Linked DNA regions of Hordeum vulgare: region 2 is linked to region 1. Evidence: chromatin contacts called from public Hi-C data. All regions are on one chromosome and are shown on one strand. The core of a region is the stretch at or near the end of the contact, and the rest is flanking DNA. Distances in the headings are between cores, read along the strand shown. Region 1 holds the start of LOC123399861 (ankyrin repeat domain-containing protein 2A-like). Region 2 holds the start of LOC123399864 (dolichol-phosphate mannose synthase subunit 3).

What was found. A called contact is a pair of places that touch in the nucleus more often than the background predicts.
Region 2: a contact with region 1 is called in a Hi-C map of seedling, with 2.6 times the contacts expected there. The contact joins the promoter of LOC123399864 here to the promoter of LOC123399861 in region 1. A contact is called at or near these places in 2 of 6 Hi-C or Micro-C datasets (leaf and seedling) and 1 of 1 datasets of contacts at active chromatin or transcription factors (embryo).

What each region holds. Positions count from the first base shown.
Region 1 is chr5H:490,858,105-490,864,206 of MorexV3_pseudomolecules_assembly, forward strand. LOC123399861 (ankyrin repeat domain-containing protein 2A-like) reads left to right here and starts at 3,940. Exons shown (of 8, transcript XM_045094244.1): 1 at 3,940-4,084; 2 at 4,909-5,000; 3 at 5,205-5,414; 4 at 5,500-5,648; 5 at 5,724-5,895. The coding sequence starts at 4,075. It overlaps LOC123399860 (neuroguidin-A-like), which reads left to right. Exons shown (of 7, transcript XM_045094243.1): 4 at 1-143; 5 at 631-792; 6 at 873-1,027; 7 at 1,217-1,651. The coding sequence ends at 1,364.
Region 2 is chr5H:490,993,093-490,998,634 of MorexV3_pseudomolecules_assembly, forward strand. LOC123399864 (dolichol-phosphate mannose synthase subunit 3) reads left to right here and starts at 1,573. Exons shown (of 4, transcript XM_045094247.1): 1 at 1,573-1,888; 2 at 2,358-2,478; 3 at 2,573-2,680; 4 at 3,065-3,397. The coding sequence starts at 2,377. The coding sequence ends at 3,124. LOC123399863 (solute carrier family 35 member F1-like) reads right to left here. Exons shown (of 11, transcript XM_045094246.1): 5 at 5,482-5,542; 6 at 5,314-5,396; 7 at 5,009-5,060; 8 at 4,484-4,552; 9 at 4,313-4,399; 10 at 4,097-4,161; 11 at 3,652-3,979. The coding sequence ends at 3,820.

The sequences.
Region 1 (6,102 bases), core at 2,690-5,189:
ATGCTGCAGATGGTGCGGCTGCCCAGGATAAGGTGCCAGACGCTGAGGTCAATGTCAAGGGCAGGCAACAAGGCGAGGACGACCTGTTGGGGTACCGGCCAAACCCGGATATGATGGATCCCAAAATTGTTCCTGAAGGACAGGTGAAATTCTCACTAACTGTTGTTTTCTCTTATACTCAAATTTTGTGCATTGAATTTGGCAGCTTCTTTAGCCCAAACATCAATCAGTAAATCTTATATATATTTTTATGGCATCAAATCTGTCCATCCTTACCAAGCTGTTTTCTGTACATAATATAGTTGACAGTTGGATGAGAAATCGATATTTCCAGGGCAGTGTCTTGCAGAATCAAATTAAGTTGCTACTTAACAGCTTCTGATGAATTCGAGATTACACTGTAACTTGGTTTATGTGCCTGGTTTTAAGGAACTGTATCAGTAGCTTGTATTGTTGCTTTTATGGATACTGCTAGCCATTGCTTAAATGCTGCCTTATTCTAACTGCACTATTCCTGTTGATGATGTGAATATAGGTCACTCTGTTTTATATCAATAATGATGATTTCATGACTAGAGTTCAGTTTACACATATTTGTTGTGTCTGATGTGTGTAGCTGTTTGACTTCAGGGCAAAGATGGTATCTATGTTCCTCCGAGAATTGGGCCAGCTGCCATGGATGATAGTCATAGTAAAGACGCTGTAAGGAAAGAGAAAAGATTATTGCGTATGGCAACAGAGAATCCTTACTTCAAGGAGATGATTGATGATGCTGCTGATAGACCTGAAGAGGTTTGTATACTGTGTCTTTTTGTATAGTTGGCTACACTAAGCTACATCGAGGTTACTAAGTTTTCTGCGCAATCTTGCAGTGGAAGGAAACAGCGGGTGACGAAAGCAAAGAATTTATGGCCTACATGCGGCAGAGAGAGAAGCAAGAGAAGGCGGAAGAGGAGCTGTTCACCCGAGCTCCCGTAACCAAACGTGAAAAGTACATGGAGAAGCAGATGAAAAAGCAGCTTCATGGGTATGTGTTCCATCGTTCTACAGAGTTTATGGATTTTCTCTTGTGGTACAGGCTTCCCCCCCTATAAAGTGAACCCACCAGCCACACTAGTACATGAAGATAGCTTCGGACACATTTATCTTTGCTTGCCCTTTTAAGGTCTTTTGACTTTCCTAACCAACTTATGAACTGGCATGTCTTTGTGTATAGGTTACAAGGCCTGACCGACGGATTCGACCTCGGGATGAACACGCTGCTCGATGGCGAGAAGGAAGAAGACGGTGATTCCATTGAGCCACGTAGACAGAGCGCGGGGCATAGAAAGCATCAGAAAGGCGGCAAGAGGAAGCGGCATTAATTCAGACCTGACAATGACAGTCCTCTGAAATTTTGCCGTGTTCTCAATCCAAACAAGAGATTTTGATACCACTAGAAACTGAACCAATTGCACACCATAGGAACAGAGATGAAATTTGCCTAGAAGCAGCAGATGTCCTCGAGACGATTGCCACCTGTTTATCCTCAGCTGTCTGGGTGTGTTTTCCGGTTCCGACTCCTTTGAATCTGTTATGTGTATGAAAAGATATTCTGTTGAGTATGTATGATCAGAGAACTGCGAAAGTGCATGGTGGTTGCTGATTCCAACATCGATCTCGTAAAATTAATCTGACCTTAATCCTGATCATTATTGCCAAAATCCACCATATGTTGGTTGTTCCATTTTTTATATTACTCCCTTGGTGATGATTTAGACATTTAAGACAACTTCCAAAACAGTTTAATTTCAGCTGTCTAAAACGTCTAACAAAAATGAACAGAGGGAGTATTATTGGTTTACAATGGTGATGATTTGATGGTTTGTTATATGTACGAGTGTGGCTCATGGGGATTGTGTGAATATTTGTTAAACCGCAATATATGGTGGTGTTTCATAAAAATAGTTGGTCCATCATGAGTGGCCTCGGTCCTTAGATGTGCACATACTATTTTGTCTCAAAAGTTTGTTATTGTGATACATCCATATCTAGAAAAAAAGTTGGTGTGAGACCAACCATATCTATCTAAGAAGTCTAAGACAAATAATACGAATCGGAGGGAGTATTAATTATGTCTATACGAGATTGAGACTTATGGCCAAGAAGATTTTGAACAGGTCAAAAGATTTAAGAGGTGTTTGTTTCCAGGGACTTTCTGGTGTAGAGACTAAAAAAAATCTCTTTTAGTCCCATGTGAAACAAACATGAAGGACTTTTACTAAATGAAGTATTTGGGACTAAATGAAGTTCCTGTGAAAGGGTCTTTTGGAGACTTTTTTGACACTTTTTCCAACAGCGCCCTTACTTTTAGCATGTCATTTAATAACTTCTAGCACATTACTAGGGGTAACATGGTCCTTTTCCATGTCATTTAATGACCTCTAGTCCCTCTTTAGTCCATGAAAACAAACGGATAGGGACTAGGGACTTTTCAGTTGGGAGTAAAAAAAATCCTGGGACTTATAAAACAAATAGGGCCTTACATCTAAAGATCGTATATACCTTATTTATAGAGAGAGTACTTCCCTGGTTGGATAAAGACCGCCTGGATTGGTTGTAGAGTGGCTTCGCTTTACTTTCATGAAAACGACGAGGAATGAGTTTATGATCAACCTGCAAGTGGAACGACCTACAGGCGTTCCACATCCCGTCGCATGTATTCACATAATTAAGTGGGTTGTCCACGTAATTTACGTGGTATTATATGGGCTGCTACAGGAGATATATGATGTATCGGGGCAACTTGTTTTACATCAATGTACGTTAGTTTTTTTGTTTTTTTAGAAAAAATAATGCATTGACGTAACATCAATGTACGTTTAAAAAAAATCAAATCAAAATTCAAATATTGCTCGAGACACAAAAGTGACAAATTTAATGTTGAATAGTATACAAGTTGGACAGGTTTTGATTCATTAGCACATTGATGTAAAATCTTTCATTTTTTGTATCTCAAAAAATGTTTCAGAATTTAACTTGAATTCTTATGACAACATACATTAATGTTGTGTCAATGCATTAAATTTTGTCCAGAATTTTCCATACATTTTTTAACGTGTAACAAAATCTGATGCATCGGTAGCATCAATTACCCCAGTGATACATTCCCACACATACCCACAAAAATCTATAGGCCACATGAAAGTAATATCTCAAGTTGTAGTACGACATGTCGACATCCTATAGCAGTAAAAAAAACAAATGCCCACAGTCCTATATACTCCATTATAGGCAACATAATTCATGCTCCATTATAGGCAACACGGGCAATTTAGGAACCTCATAGAAAATTTACGGTCCGGATGATTTTTTTCACACATCATGTACATCCATCTGGATTTAACGGGCGGCGAGTTTTTAAGAACATCTATAACCGGACCCCTCAAATAACCCCTCATACGCTCGCAGACGTGTCCGGAGAGTGATTGAACAGGAAAGAGAAGGAAAAAGTGACCCAACCGGACCCCTCATAACATTTCTATATATCTGGACTGTCCGCAAACCCTTATATCCATTTAAAATATGGAGAGAATATGTGGGTTCACAAACGCGTCTGGGCGCGTCCGGTCAGTCCGTCACATAAGACGCGACCCTATCTTAGACCATATTTTTCTTTTCTTTATTCATTCCTTTCTTTCCCTCTCTACCTATTCATCAATCATGTGCAAGTGACCGGACATATAAGAAAAAAAAGTATAAATGACGGACGGACAAATAGAAAACACGTTTGATCGCGTTTGATGTTCGAATTTGCAAGTCATGAAGATGCTCCTAGAGAGTGGAAGAAATGCTTTTACCTCAAATAATTTCTTGTCAGAGGGGGAAAGCATAAAAATACGTCTACTTGCTCTCCACCTTTTCCCGATCAGCAACCTCCCCTCTTTCTCTTTGTCAGCCCCTCCCCTCACCATCAAGGGTTTTCCTCCTCTCATAGCCTTCGCCGCTTCACCGCTTCACCACTGCTGCCTTCCCTTCCTCGCAAGCCTCTCCCCGTCCGCCTCGCCGCCGCCGCCGCCGCCCGTCCGATCCGCCATGGCGTCCGGTAACTACCTCCCAACGCCCCTCCCCTCCGGTCCTCCCCGCCGTTCACGCTGTCTTCGCTCGATTTTCCCGCGCTGTCCCTCCCCACGCCGCTCCATGGCCCCCTCTTCGCCGGCCAGCGGCCAGCCGCTAGATCCGCGGCAGGGGCCGTGGTTCTCGGGGTTCTGGTTGCCGCGCGGCGTGGGAACCGGAGCGTTCCGTGCGCCCGGCTTAGATCGGTTTCGGGGGATGCGGCATGTGTGGCCGAGGGGAACTGCCGACTACTAGTACCTAGTGTGGTCCGTGGAGTGGCGGGTGGTTCGGAGTTCATCGTGTCGCGAGGCAGGGGGCGGTTATGGTTTTGTAGGTTTTGGGCCGATTCTGTGAGAACATGGCATCGAGGGCCGTTGTTCTGATGACATCAGGACTCTTCGTTCGTCGATTGTGAATGTGAAGCAGAGGCAGGGTGCTTGTAATGCCTAGCTAGATGTGCGCTTCTGCTTCACTGCTGTTGCTGTTGCTGTTGCTGTGCCATGATGAACTGATGATGAACATGACGTGTCTAGGTGCAAACTATGAAACCGTTTGCTGCTGGTATATGATGTAGCTTGGCTGCCTAGGAGTTTTCTGTCTTAAGAGAGTTGCTATGATTGTGTCGTAGTTTTGTTGAGCATGAAATTGGCGTTCGGTACGGGTTTTGACACTTAAATAGCGCTTTTAACCTGATTTGTGTCATTATTAAGACAGAAAGACGAGCAATGGTAGTTTGGCTTTTATGTTTATTTCTTATGCATAATTTGATAGTCTCTGATGTGCTCCCCTTTCTGCCTGCCAATTGCATTTCAGACCAGAACGAAGGTTCAAAATCGGAGGGGTTGGCAGCTGGTGCAGGCCTTCCCAGTCCTTTTGATTTCTCCAACATGAGCAGCTTGCTCAATGTATGTTTTCTTCTTGTGCTCTTAATATGTTTTTCAAGTATGGATTTGAAATGCCTTTTGCCTTTAATATGTTTTTTAAGTATGGAGTTGAAATGCCTTTTGCCCTGCTGTGCTGGATTCATGAAACTTATCCTCTTTTTTGCATTACAGCAGCTCTACTTTGTTTCTCTTGTATATATCTAACTTTCTTATTGTCACCTGAAGGATCCATCTATAAGGGAGATGGCTGAGCAAATTGCCAGCGACCCTGTATTCAACCAGATGGCTGAGCAGCTTCAGAAAAGTGCGCAGGGTACAGGGGAACAGGGTGTTCCAAGTTCGGATCCTCAAGCATACCTGGAAACCATGACAAAAGTTATGCAGAATCCGCAGTTCATGTCAATGGCGGAGCGTCTTGGGAATAGTCTTATGCAGGTATCACATTTTATTTCCTCACTTGTCACCCAAATTTTATGCTGAGTGCAATTTTTCTTCTCAAGTGTTCTCCTATGTATGACAGGATCCTGCAATGTCCAGTATGCTTGAGAACTTGACTAGTCCAGCTCACAAAGAGCAACTTGAAGAGCGAATGACCCGTATCAAGGATGACCCGTCTTTGAAGCCAATTCTTGATGAGATAGAGCGTGGTGGTCCATCTGCAATGGTCAAGTAGGTATTGCATGCGAGTATGGATACCTGATTACAGCTTAAAGTTGCTGAGATATTCTTCTTTACTTCATCTAGGTACTGGAATGACCCTGAGATTCTTCAAAAGATTGGCGAGGCTATGTCATTGAACTTCCCAGTAGATGCTGCTACTTCCACTGTACTATCTGGACCTCAAGAAACTGATGAAGAAGGCGAGGATGATGATGAGTCCATTGTCCATAACACCGCCAGTGTTGGTGATGCAGAGGTAATTGCAAAGAATATCGATAGGCCTTGCCTTCTAATTCTTTTCCGCTGCTAGTTGATTTACCAATTTTGTTGGTATTTATCCATGTATCCTCATAAGGATGCTCTGTGCTACTTAGTGGTTAACATTTAGTGTTTACCATATTTGTCACCATGCAACCAGTTTTTGGTTAAGGCAAGGCATGTATCTCCAACTTGGCTCACAAAC
Region 2 (5,542 bases), core at 323-2,822, 130 kb after region 1:
CGATGAGGCTACTATGACAAGCGGAGGAGCTCAGGAAATGGGAGCTCAGCGGCCATGGCCATGACCGGAGCTCGGGCTTGGCGGCGAACGGTGCTACGAGAGGGAAACAACGACATGGCTAGGAGAGTTGCAGGAAACTGTCCTGAAACAATAGGTGAGCTGCAAGAAAAACGGAAGCGGCTTCGGCAAACTATTCTGAAACAACAGGTGAGTTGCAGGAAACTGTCCTGAAACAATAGGTGAGTTGCAGGAAAAACGAAAGCGGCTTCGGCAAACTATCCTGAAACAACGGGTGAGTTGCAGGAAACTGTCCTGAAACAATAGGTGAGCTGCAGGAAAAACGAAAGCGGCTTCGGCAAACTATGCTGAAACAACAGGTGAGTTGCAGGAAACTGTACTGAAACAATAGGTGAGCTGCAGGAAAAACGAAAGCGGCTTCGGCAAACTATCCTGAAACAACAGGTGAGTTGCAGGAAACTGTACTGAAACAATAGGTGAGCTGCAGGAAAAACGAAAGCGGCTTCGGCAAACTATCCTGAAACAACAGGTGAGTTGCAGGAAACTGTACTGAAACAATAGGTGAGCTGCAGGAAAAACGAAAGCGGCTTCGGCAAACTATCCTGAAACAACAGGTGAGTTGCAGGAAACTGTACTGAAACAATAGGTGAGCTGCAGGAAAAACGAAAGCGGCTTCGGCAAACTATCCTGAAACAACAGGTGAGTTGCAGGAAACTGTACTGAAACAATAGGTGAGCTGCAGGAAAAACGAAAGCGGCTTCGGCAAACTATCCTGAAACAACAGGTGAGTTGCAGGAAAAACTGTACTGAAACTATATGTGGTCTGCAGATAAAACGAAAGCGACTTCGACGAACGCGGGACGTTGTCGACTGTGTGATCAACACATTATCGAACGGCCATGGAGCCGGCAGATGAGCGCGCGTGATCAGCCGATAAAATGCAATCTTTTCTCATAAGATTCATATTCCTACAAAGTAAATCATCGAGATAACTGTCTCTCCAATAACGTGAAGTAAATCGTGGAGATAACTCTCTTCGGTCAAGAATCCATCGCGTGAGTTCATTCGTGCTTAAGAAACAACCGGGTTCGTTCGGTCTTGTCGACTTAACCGAGCTAAGACCAGAGCAGACCCGTTAATTTTTGGGCCGAAATTCCGAGCTCGGACCGGCCAGTTTTCCTAACGGTCCGAAACAGTCCTGATCGGTCGACAAGCGGGCCTAAAAGCCTGCTCGGTACGTCCAGCCACTCTCATCGCGATGGGATGGCCGGTGCTCGTCGTGGACGTGACGGTGGTGGCGTTGCGGGCTGGACCGATGCGACCAAAGAGGTCGAGTAGGACGGAGCTCGGGATGGTGTTGCCCTCGCGGACCCCGAGGAAGGCGGCGGGGGCGGCCATGCGGTCCCGCCGATTGGTCCACGACCCAATGGCGGCTGAATTTAGGACTTTTCCTGCCCGAACTAAATAAGTTTTTTTTCCTGCTTTTTTTGATTTTTTTTAATTTCTTTCCTGCTGGGCCTAAACCGAACGTCCGCAGCGGTCAGAGCCCGTGGTCGAGTCTCGAGCCCGTCTAAGCCGCATACGTGGCTCGGCCTGCAGCGAGCAGAGACCAAGAAAGCCTCGCCGCCGTCGCCCCGTCCCCGACAACCACCTCTGCGCATCGCTCGCCGGCGGCGGGGGCACACCAGCGGAGCGCGCGGCCAGTGCAACGACGCGCGGATCCAGCGCGGGACAGCTCAGCCAGCTATCTCGCCCCTCCGACCAACGCCTCGACCTCGACTCCTCCCCGCGGCTCGCCGTCTTCCACCCAAGGTCGACGAGATCTGCCTCCTCACCGTCAACACCACTACAGTCCACAGGTTTCCGCCCGGTAAGCGATCTCCCTTCATCCCCGTTTCTTCTTGGATCCTTTGGTTAACTTGGCCAGATCCGTCTGGTGTAGCATCTAGTTGCAGTTAGGGAGTATCGTTGGTGCCCAATTGCTCTCGATCCAATTCTAGTGGGCAGCTTATCAATAACTGTCTTCATGCCTGTGTTCACAATCTTATCATCTACAGTATTCAATTTCTGCTAGATAGATACATCGCATAGTTTTTTTTATTATGTATATAATCCAATGTAATTAGTTCCCAAATCAATTAACCATGTCTTAGAAGCTGTCATGTACCAGTATCACAAGTCTGTGTCTCAGTTGTCTCAGTTCGGCCAGTTGCCAAAATATAAGATACTAAGTACAGTAGATGCTTAAACAGTTTACCTGACGGCCTACTGTCCGCTCTAGGAAATCAGGATGGAAACTGGCTGCCGTAGTTCTCATTCGTTCTTCTGATTGATGGCAGGCGAGGGTTGCATTTTTAGATGAAGCACATATTCAAGATCATCGCGGTCCTGGCGGCAATCTCCGCTGTCTGGGTTGCGCTCCTTGAAACCTCAACCGTACCTCGCAGTTATACTTGGTTGGTGAGTGTCATCGATTTTTTTTTCAATTCTGATGGCATGAAGAAGATAGGCTCCTTTTGATTAAGATGTTTGCTTGTGCCTTCTGTTGTTGTAGCTTCCCATCTACTTGGTAGTGGCGCTTGGATGCTACGGCCTTTTTATGGTTGGATATGGGCTCATGTTCTTCCCAACCTGCCCTCAAGAAGCAGTGTTACTACAGCAGGTAGCTGACGTAGTCCTTGCAGCCTAATTTTCCTTTTTGTCTATGCAGTCTTATTTCCATTTTGAAAACCAATAATCTCTAGAACTTGCATCCTTTGTTATTTTTTGTTTTAGTTTCACACTTGTGCATCGTCTATTATACATTCTTTTCTCTTGGCTTTCTGCTGGCATAACGAGATTCAAGGTATTCTGCACAAAGGAAAGAAGAGAAAGTCTGAAAACTTCATAAGTTTATTTGTACCTCATGCGTATCATTGTATGAATTTTCATAATGGTCACTACAAATAAAACCAAGCCACCTGATTTTGAAATTTTTAAGTTTTCTGTACATTACATGTTTGGGTTCTTCCCATTTGTAATTATTTGAGCTCGACCAACTATGCAGGATATTGTGGAGGCAAAGGAATTCCTATCAAAAAGAGGTGTTGATGTGAGCTCTGATTGAGGTCAATACCGACGATTTATGTTTCGTGACCAGTTTGAAGCTTCCTGGATACCATATAGAAAAAATATGGCATTTCACCATGTCTAGATATTTGTTACTAACGCAGTTTTTATGAGTGGCATGTTACAATTGTAGATTTTTTAGTTCAGTGGATGGCTTGTCACGATACTAGTTATGTCACGAGAACAGTGTGAGAACAACTAATTAATGGTTTGTTAACAAGTCCATCAGTGTTCAAGACATGTCTGCTATTTTACAATCTGGTTTTCATCACTGGATGTGTATCATTTTTTTTTGTGCAGTATCATCTTTGGTGATTAGGCTACCCCAACTTGTTTGGGGCTAAAGGCTTTGTTGTCGTTGTAGTATCATCTTTGGTGAATGGTGGTGGCTCGAATTGCGAGTTCCTTTCATGGTTCAGTCTCATTATGTGAAATTTTGTATCCAGTTCAGATTTCTTTCATTTGCTAAATCTGGAAAGATTTCTTGAGTTATTCAAATTCGACAAAGTTCTGAACTCCTCATAGTTAGCAAAAGATCATTAAACCTTTACCAATACCGTTATTGCTCCATGTTTACAAAACAATTGTAGAATGAACCAGCAGTATACACCCTGTGCAGTGAATCTGTGTCAACTCATAATCCTATTTATACATGTTCAGTCACATGCCATGTTGGCAGTAGACAGTTGCCTGCTACCTTGATATAGCTGCTTCTGACGGGGACTTGTTTGAGTCCGGTCCATCATCTTCTCCGGCACCGGGAACTTGCTCTGCCATGTGGTTCTCTATTGCGGCCTCCTCGTCCGTTGTGCCTGTGACCTGCGCCGTGTCCTCGGCAGCCTCCCTGGAACCCCTGCTTGCAATAGTTCTCAGTGGTCAGTTGTGAGATTGTGGCACTATCATCAGAGTAGATGCAGGTAGTAGTTATCATGATTTTTTTAGAGGCAACAGCAACTGAAGAATACAGTACTTGTATGAGTAGATGATGAGGCCAATTGCAGTGCCGGCAAAAGCAACAAAGTACATCCAATCGACCTGCAGATGCCCAATTTTTTTGCTCCCGTCAGTTCAGTTAGAGCCTTGTTTCAAACTTATGAATTTCACAGTAAAGAATTCAATTTCAGCAGGAACCGGGGCAAAAAAAAAAAAAAAAAACTGTACCAGGATAAGATTAATGTGCACAAACCTTCTCATGATAAGCGAAGATACGGATTAGAACTGCCCACATGTCGGAGGTCAGTAGTGATAGGTTAAGCATGGTTGCTCCGCATATCTGAAACGGATCGAATATGAACTGAATTCTACAAAAATATTTCAGGACAGCCATGAACTTGACCACAAGAGGATAGTGATCTACCTTCAGGATAATAGGCACTGTGGAGTAGAATAGGAACATTGCTAGTGCAAATCCAATAAAAGGGAGCACCTGAAAGGATACAGAAGGCCAGTGTAAAAAACTATATAATTGTGATTAATATTTATTGCCGTGGTGAATGTCTAATAGCATGCTGCCATGCCTTGAAATTTGCTGGCATCCACTGAAAGTTTGGATATTGCAAAGTTTCAGTTGGATGGCAGATGCTTAACATTTAACCTCTGATAAGATTTGGAAGGTTTTGTATGGCCCAACAGCATTCCAACATGTTCATAATTCACTTGCTTTATGCTCTACTATTAGTTACTCCCTCTATACTTAAATAATTGTAGTTGGGGAGAACTAGACTAGTTTTTCTCGACTACAATTATTAGGTAAAGAGGGAGTAGAATTTTAAGTTCAGATAAAGAAACTATAACTGTCCCTAAAAAACTATGATCGCCTATAACTGTAGTTGGTTCAGTTTAATGACCCTGAATCGGAATGACTAAAGGTCAGGAGACTCACTGCGCTGGCATTCCATTCCGTTGATCTAAGTTCTTCCCGCTCAAGTATGCTTCTGTTGTAATGTCAAGGAATTCCAATTTCCATATGAACATTAAAGGTAACATAAGGATAAGGTTCAGCGAAATAGTAAGGTTTATAGATGAAAACTTTCCGGTTTCACTACTTCCTCAGTCCTCACATGGATATATGTAGTTCGATGTGCCTTGACTGCTAACAAAATAGAGTTTGCTTCTCTTATCTGTCAAATTAAGTTGAAGCACCACCGAAGGAACTACAGTTCATGATTGCGATAAGCCAAAGGATACATCTGTATGCCACTTATAATTGCTCCAAAAATACCTAGCATCGCCATCACCTCAATCCTGCTGCTTTTCTTGACAATATATTCCTGATATTTTGTAGAAACAAAACCTTTAGTATATTTTTCACCCATATACGTACACTCGTGTCGACAGATGAGGTTTTGCTGATACCTCGGTGACATTGCTGACAGCGTAAAGCGTGGCCCCGGCGATGACAAGCATATCGCCTTTC